2 separate regions of the Mus musculus genome follow, and region 2 is linked to region 1. A link is a contact called in public Hi-C data. All regions are on one chromosome and are shown on one strand. The core of a region is the stretch at or near the end of the contact, and the rest is flanking DNA. Distances in the headings are between cores, read along the strand shown. Region 1 has its middle 29 kb from the start of Gm24018. Region 2 holds the start of Yae1d1 (Yae1 domain containing 1).

Evidence for each region. A called contact is a pair of places that touch in the nucleus more often than the background predicts.
Region 2: a Hi-C map of pancreatic cancer cells shows a contact between it and region 1, with 5 times the contacts expected there. The contact joins the promoter of Yae1d1 here to the enhancer-like site in region 1. A contact is called at or near these places in 22 of 39 promoter capture datasets (the 3T3-L1 cell line, 3T3-L1-derived adipocytes, the C10 cell line and 12 more), 10 of 15 datasets of contacts at CTCF or cohesin (CD8 T cells, the G1E-ER4 cell line, the NIH/3T3 cell line and 5 more), 177 of 484 Hi-C or Micro-C datasets (the 63-12 cell line, 8-cell embryo, the AML12 cell line and 88 more), 28 of 115 datasets of contacts at active chromatin or transcription factors (the 230-238 cell line, PVALB interneurons, SST interneurons and 14 more) and 5 of 9 other capture datasets (adipose tissue, embryonic stem cells, liver and 2 more).

The regions. Positions count from the first base shown.
Region 1 is chr13:17,836,492-17,840,272 of GRCm38.p6, forward strand. No RefSeq gene overlaps it. Among named protein-coding and RNA genes, the nearest start is that of Gm24018, 29 kb to the left of the region's middle. Within about 2 kb of position 1,855, at least 32 of the 459 cell types and tissues checked have an H3K27ac peak or open chromatin away from gene starts, as enhancers often do. A contact at or near this core is called in the Ba/F3 cell line, hippocampal neurons, pancreatic cancer cells and 1 more, where this site is marked.
Region 2 is chr13:17,991,553-17,995,230 of GRCm38.p6, forward strand. Yae1d1 (Yae1 domain containing 1) reads right to left here and starts at 1,799. Exons shown (of 3, transcript NM_025904.3): 1 at 1,629-1,799; 2 at 76-197. The coding sequence starts at 1,754.

The DNA.
Region 1 (3,781 bases), core at 605-3,104:
CAGCCAGGGTTCTTTTAGCAGTCAGGTGTGCCTGATAGAGAGGCAATGGTCCCTGTGTCAGTCAGAGCCTGTAGAACCAGTGGACCAGCCTGAGTGGCAGGTAATGCAAGCGGGAGTGGAGCTCAGCTCCTTTTTGGCTCCAGCCAGGTGTAGCAGCTCAAGCTGGTCTCACAAAGTCTATGAGGGGTAGACGTTAGGGTAAGGCGACGAAAGATACTTTGGGGGACTGGGGCCAAGGTTGGGTCTTAAACTCACAGAGGTCGGCCTGCTTTTGCTTCCCCAGTGCTGGAACTAAGGGCATGCAGAACCATGCCCAACTAAACTTGTTTCTTTAAAAATATAACATTGCTTAACGAAGAGTCTGGTTACAAACACTGAATTTGCAGTTAAGGACGGGGAGAATTGGGAAGCATTTTTCAGAGAGAAAATGAGGAAGTTCACACTTGTGCACCCAGAATACTGCTGAGACCTACAGAGGTAGAGTGCGGTTGATAAGAGAGTGTGTTTATGGCAGAAGAATAACAGACACTGGGTCTAGGAATGTATTATGATGGTAGAGCACTTCCGAGCACACCCAAAGACTGAAGTGCATTCCGGGAACCAAAAAAGCAAACCGTGCAGACTGATTCCTGCCTTTGGAATCCACCTTCCAAATCCACAAGTTTGTCATGTCCACACTTTGGCTTGCTAGGCAGTCACTTAAGGATTTCTCCGAAACACGTGAGCTCTACTTTAAAGATTGCAATTCAGCATGTTTAAGACTGCAAATAAGGAATGCAGCTGTGGGTACCACCAAGGTCGATGCAATGGCTCCCTGGCCGCTGTGCAAAGTGTGTGTTACCTACTGGTGACACTTCCTGGCATAAAGAGCAGGACCTGGCACCACTATCAAACAAGGCACTGGCAAAAGCTTTGGTGGAGGCAGAATCCTCAAAGGACATGGTCTGTACGACTGGGTAGAAAGTCATTTACTTATGCTATCTTCCAGAAAAGGATGGGGTAAGGGGCCTAGGATTGCAGGTACCAGCTCTCTAGACACCTTTTCCTCTTCAATTCTGCTTTGATTACACGTTGCTGATAAATAGTCTCATAACATCTACTTTGGGGATCCCAAAATTAAGTGAAAATTAACAATCTCAAAGTGAGCGCACATAGGATTCAAAAAGCAAAACCTGGATTGTTTGGTGTCAGAAATGGAAACCAGGATGGTTATGCCTACGATGAGTCACCAGAGGGCGCCATAACTCTGTCTCCAAAAGTTTTCCCAGAACAAATCCCCTTGGACTTCAATTAAACAAAAGATTTTTCTACAGTGACAGGTTCCACCCAAACAAAGGTGTAAGAAAGTAGTCAGCCAGACCCGGAAAAACCTGCTGGGGCATAGAATTTCAGTGACGTCATCGTGATGCTTAAAAACTGACATGGCTGTAAGGGATCTGAATATAGCCTAGTTTGGTTTCATTAAAGATTAACTTTTTTTTTTTTATGTATGTGCATGTGAGCCTGCTTGAATTTCTGGGCACCATCTGCCTGTCGAAGTCCACGGAAGTCAGAAAAGGGCCTGGAATCCCTTGGAACTATACTCACAGACAGTTGTGAGGCCTTTTGTGGGTGCTTGGAACTAACTGAACACTGTCCTCTGCAAGAGCAGCAAGCAAACGAGCCGCTGGGCCATCCCTCCAGTCCCCTGTTATCTTTTGACATCGCATGTTCTGTTTTTTCCTTTTTCTTCCTGGAAAAACAAGGAACTCAGGAGAGCAGAGGTCACCAGGTTGGTCTGACACACTCTATCCTTTTCCTGCGGTGGGTGGGTCTCAGGGCAGGAAAGTGAGGAACTGGTCTCCTAAGATGACACTCCTGACCTCGAACCTGGACTGTCAGGTCCGAGGACCTCTGGGAGGACCTGTTTCACTGCGTTCACTGCACACAAGCCTCCCTCCTGAGGACCACGTCTGAGACACTTTGGGCCAAACTGAAATTGTGTTCCAAGCCACGAAGAGACAATAGTATCATTCAATGGGAAAGTGTTCTTTGTCCACATTGGTGATGAACTTGAGTCTAAATAAGGGTGTGAAATAATCTGAGATCTATGAAGCCATGTTCAAAATCCAAACAAGCCAGCCAGTCTGTGTCAATGGGCGAGAGTGGACAATACTCTCCAGCAAAATTACAGAGCAGTGCTGCCACCTCATGGACAACTAGAAAATTAAACTTAAGCATCTCCAGAAAGCTGACTTCTCCAAATGTGTGTGTGTGTGTATTCCTATATGTTAATGTATATACATAGAGAGAAGACATTTTCTATATTTCTATCATAATCTTTTTTCAGACGCATTTTTGGTACCGCTCTAGAGTATACAAAGGGTCCAAAATGAAGAGACGAGAAAACCAACTAATTATTGACAAATTAAGCATGTCTTCTAGGCTTTAAGAATGCAAAAGATCTGGAGACCGAGAATAGTTTCCAATGTGCACTCGCTACACAATAAATGAGCCACAAATCATATTCAGAATTAAAAGAATAGCAAACGTTCGTTATGTGTAGTTTTATGGACAGGGTATTTATAGATCCATCTGTACTTTTATATCTGAACTTACTTAATCCTCGCTATCATCCCCTCGAGTCGTTGCTATTTTTATCTTCGTTTTCTAGGTAGAGCTCCAAGGCACTGTCAAGGTCACACAGCAAACAGAGGGTGAATGGGAGGTCCAACCTATGAAGTCTGGCCTGGGAGCCTGTGCTCCTGACTAAGAGACTACTTATCCTCAAATGTGGCCCGAAACAGTCATCATCATCGTTGCTGTCATCGTCATCATCTTTGTCATCATCATCACTTGGAAACAGGCCTACCCGGGATGAATCAGAGGCTCAGGATGGAAATCAGGGTGAATCCAGGTGCCGTTGCCAAGGGAAGAAGCTAGGCAGCCATGGAGACAGAGTGCACACCTGCCAACTTTTGGAGTACTGAAATAAAAAGAACCCTGCTAGGTACTGTTGCTTCACTGGTCATGACTGCCCAGGATTGGAGAGTGTATGGTGAAACATACTCACATATTTCAGACCCTTAAAAATTAGCTGCCTCTGAATTCAAATATATGTGCCTATGTGGTCAATCTCGTTCAAACCACCACAACCTGCCATAAAGTTGAATATAGGACTCAAATCCCATCAATATGATATGATTGTACCCCTGAGCTCGTCCCTGTGGGTCTATGTCTGTCTGAGTCAGCCCTTCCAGCATGGTTCTAAGAAGAAGGCTGCCAACAGCTACTGTTTCCTCAGACTAAGCCCAGGTGAAAGCAACAATGATCAACATTCACACGTCCTTCACGTTGGGTACCCAACATCCACAATACAACAAGACAAGCAATATGCTCTATACTTGGTGAAGAACAAGGGTGATACAGAAACCAGAGCATAAGCAGATTCCAGCCCGTATTCTCATCTGCATGTCTCTTAGGTGCTCTCACCCAAACCCTCCCCAACATACAGTAGTTGTTAGAGAGATATTTTGGTCAGTCTGTTGCCTATGGACTTTTTTTGTTTCCATTTCTTTCATTTTTAAAAAAATTTAATTAAGTCTCACAATTCAAGGTAGCAGAGAATTATATATTCATCCTACTTCAGAGAATCCTACACTGAGGCTATATTGGTTATCTTGCCACCACTGTGACACATTATTGAGTTGTATTTTTTTTTTATCTTATAAAATAGAAAGACATTAGCTTAGTTTTAGAGGTTTTAGTCTACCATATGCTGTGACCCATTGAGGAGTGTATG
Region 2 (3,678 bases), core at 549-3,048, 160 kb after region 1:
TTACATATTACCTCTATTAAAGACCTTCATTAGAATTGTGGCTAAATGATTCATCATTTAAAATTTTAAAATTACCTCAGTGTTCCTCTAAGGAGTCCATAGTTTATAATGACGTCTGCACCCTCTTTGTACCCTTGATTGAAGCCCCGTTGAAGAGTAAGTGCTTTGCCGGCATCTAGCCCATCTCTGTAACCCTCCTAAAAAGAAGAAAAAACCCAGTTGTAACTGACACCAAGTGAGTCTTCTCAGGAAAAGCACTGAACCAATTTTGAAGACAAATTTAGGTTTGTACTATATTAACTGAATTATGATATGGCAGAGACATAAATCCAAAGCAGAATGTTTCTCCTAAAATCTTATTATTGGTTCATCTTTCCTTGTCAGATCTGTCTTATTTTTTTAAAATGTTTTCCAGGCTGGCCTGGAGCTCCTTATCCTACCTTCCTCACTCTCCTAATCGATGACAGGCAGATGCCTCGATGCCACACGGGGAAGTCACTTTGGAAATCTAGGGTTACTGTGCAAACATTAAATATCAGTTGTTATGTTTTTTTTAAAAACTGTGTTAGCAAGGTCTTCACAGAAATGGGAAACTACATGTCTGGTCTCTTGGTAACGGACTAGAATAGGATAGATAAGGAGGCTGGCAAGGCCTGGGAAGAGGGAACTATTTTAGGAACAGTGAAGAGGAAGTCTGATTTTAGAAATCTAATCTAAACTGTGGCATAGAGATTTGTCTTATTATTATTATTAGTTTAGCCCTGGATTCCTATGGTATTTTTGTAATGATATGATGGTTGCTGGGCTCAACAAATATGAACTTACTGGAACATTAAATTAGGGTTGACATAACTGCAGCTTTAAGAGGGTAATTTAATGGCTAGTATATTGGGTGGATGCAGTTCTTATCTTTTAAACAGTTAAGTAACATATATTTACTTATTTTTCTTGAGGGAGGCATTTATTTACTTCCTTGAGCGTGAAGGTCAGAAAATAACTTCCAGAAACCCATTCTGTCCTTCCACAAAGTACGTTCCAGGGATCGAACGCAGGTCTTTATACTCTGGAATCCACCCCCATGTGGAGACAGATCTTAGCAAGTAGTTCTCACCCAGAAAAAGCGCCGATTCTACCCAAATAGTACTAAGCAAGTTTCAATGAATGGCAAGACAGGTCCGGATTGAATAACGCATTTAAAGTAAAGCTGGAACAGTATTCCCTTCTCTACCTCCCCCTTACCTTCCCTTGACAACATTCTCAGTTCACCCTTCTCCAAGCCTTGATAACATCACGCCTAACTTTGGACTCTCTGTGACTGCGTTCTCTGCGGGCCATCAGCCTAGTGGGTGTGCATTTCTCCTCCTCTGCTCCCCCGACCCCAAACTGCACACTCTTGAGGGACTGAATAAAGTTCACGTTGTAGAGTAGGGTCAATGTCCCTGCTCCAAACCCGGTGGGGCTCCGAAAGAGCACCAAGAAACAACCAGGATTCTTAAGACCCGGCAACACTGGAGCGCGCTGGCTCGGAGACCCGCGCTCCTCCGCCCAGGCTTCTGCGTGCGTGCCCCTGCCAGGGAGCCCCCGGGTCCCGCCTGGGAGTCCCTTTCTCCCGCGTCCCGTCCATTTACTTGGACTCGTTTCCGCATGTGACCCTGCCATTCCCGCTGCGCTAACAGAGACTCGTCCGCTTCCTCGTCAAACACGTCCTGGTCTCCAGGGCTCGCGTTCTCCGGAGCCGCTCGAAACCAAGACATCGCCCGGAACACCACGAGTCCCGGAGCCGCCGGAAACCCGGGCAAGTGCTTCCGGTTCGGGGGGCGGGACGAAAGGACAAGGCGTGGGACGGAGGGGCGTGTGCGGCTCCCCTTGCGGCTTGGAGGCTAAGGGTTGGGTCTCTTCCTACGCCTCTGGGATGGGCAGCGTGGGGCTAGCTGGGTGCTGCAAGCTAAGTCCCACCATTCAAGGGCTGAGATTCAGTTTCTGCAAGTGCTGAAGGCATTGGACGCCCACGTGCAGCCAAGAACTTTAGAATGTGAAAGCTGATTCTAGGATCGGTTTGAGATTAAGTAATGGGAACACTTTTGTAAAACCAGCGTCCATTGGCAATTTCCCTCTTAGCCTTTGACTAGGAGAGTTAAGGAATGTGGCTCAAGCATTTAGCAACTTCTGGCTGGGAGTTCATGTTGAAGAACTGCACATCAGTAGCGTTCTTGTTTTGTCATGTGATAACTGAATTTTTCTGACAATTTGTTTTGAATACCTATTTCGCATCACTCATCATTTTGGGACAGCGCACTATAGGAATAAAAGTTCTCAGTCCCAATGGACTTCCTATTAGTGTAGAAACGGCCAGTTAGCCAACAATACTTATAAGTAACTCATAGTTTGAAGACTGTAAGTGATATGAAAAAAGTAATCATTGTGAGGGAAGAGGAAACAGGTTACTGTTTTAGTTTATTTTACATTTTTGTCCTGAAGGCAAAAGTTTTGCCAATAAGGAATATATGCTCTGTCAATAAGTTATCCCCTACACAAAGTTATTACTTTTTATCTTCAGAGAGAATTTTGTATCCTATAAATGTATGTATAAAACCAAATATAAAATGTGATAAGGTGTATGTATATAGAGATCTTAATTAGAAGCAAAATGGCAGTATAGGAAGCCATAGAAATAGTGATTGAAATGAGTAAGATAGAAAACTTCTGTGAGTTGGCTCAGTGGGTAAAGTCCCAGGAACGGTGTCAATCACCAGGACCCACGTGATGGAAGGAGAGATTAAACTCCTACAAATTGTCCTCTGACCTACACACACACACACACACACACACACACACCATATGAAAACAAATGCAATAAAAAAAATCCAACTCAACCCTTGCATGATAAACCCTAAAGGACAGGGTCTGAAGAGATGGCTCAGCAATTACAAACACTTGCTGCTCTTCTGGGGGATGTTAACTTGGTTCTGGGCATCTACATACAATTGGGTGATGGCTCACAACCACCTGTGACACCAGCTCCAGGGAGTCTCAAGCCCTCTTCTGGCCTCCAAAAGTGCTTGTGCACACATGGCATACATGCATACAAATACATACACATATAAGTAAAAATAAATATTAGAAAACAGATAATCTTGTCCTGCCTCTTATTAAAAAGAGCGAAAAAAATGTAGGAGGGTGTGAATAATTTTGAACTTCTGATTATTCTGTGTCTAACTCCTGAGTGCTAGGATTACAGATGTACATCAGCATGCCCAGTTTGTGTGGTGTTGGGGATTGGATACAGGATTCCAGCATTCATTGCACCAACTGAGAGACATCTCCACACCTTTCAATGAATATATACCCTTTAAAAGTTGAACTATCTGAGCTATAGCTTAGTCAGTAAAATAATTACATTGCAAGGAAGAAGAGAAGAATTAGAACCCCATACCGCACACTAAAAAAAGCCAGATGTAATAATGTGAGTTTGTAATTCCAGATCTTGGAAGGTGGACACAAGTGGATTCCTGGGACTTTCTGGTCAGCCAGAATAGTAAACTCAGGCTCAGCTAATCCAGCCCCCCTCACCAAAGGTGCATAGTACCTAAGAAATGATGCTGAAGTTGTCCTTTGTCATGCACCCTAACATTCCTGCGCCTGAATACTCACAAGAAAGCACATATGTATGTGTATACA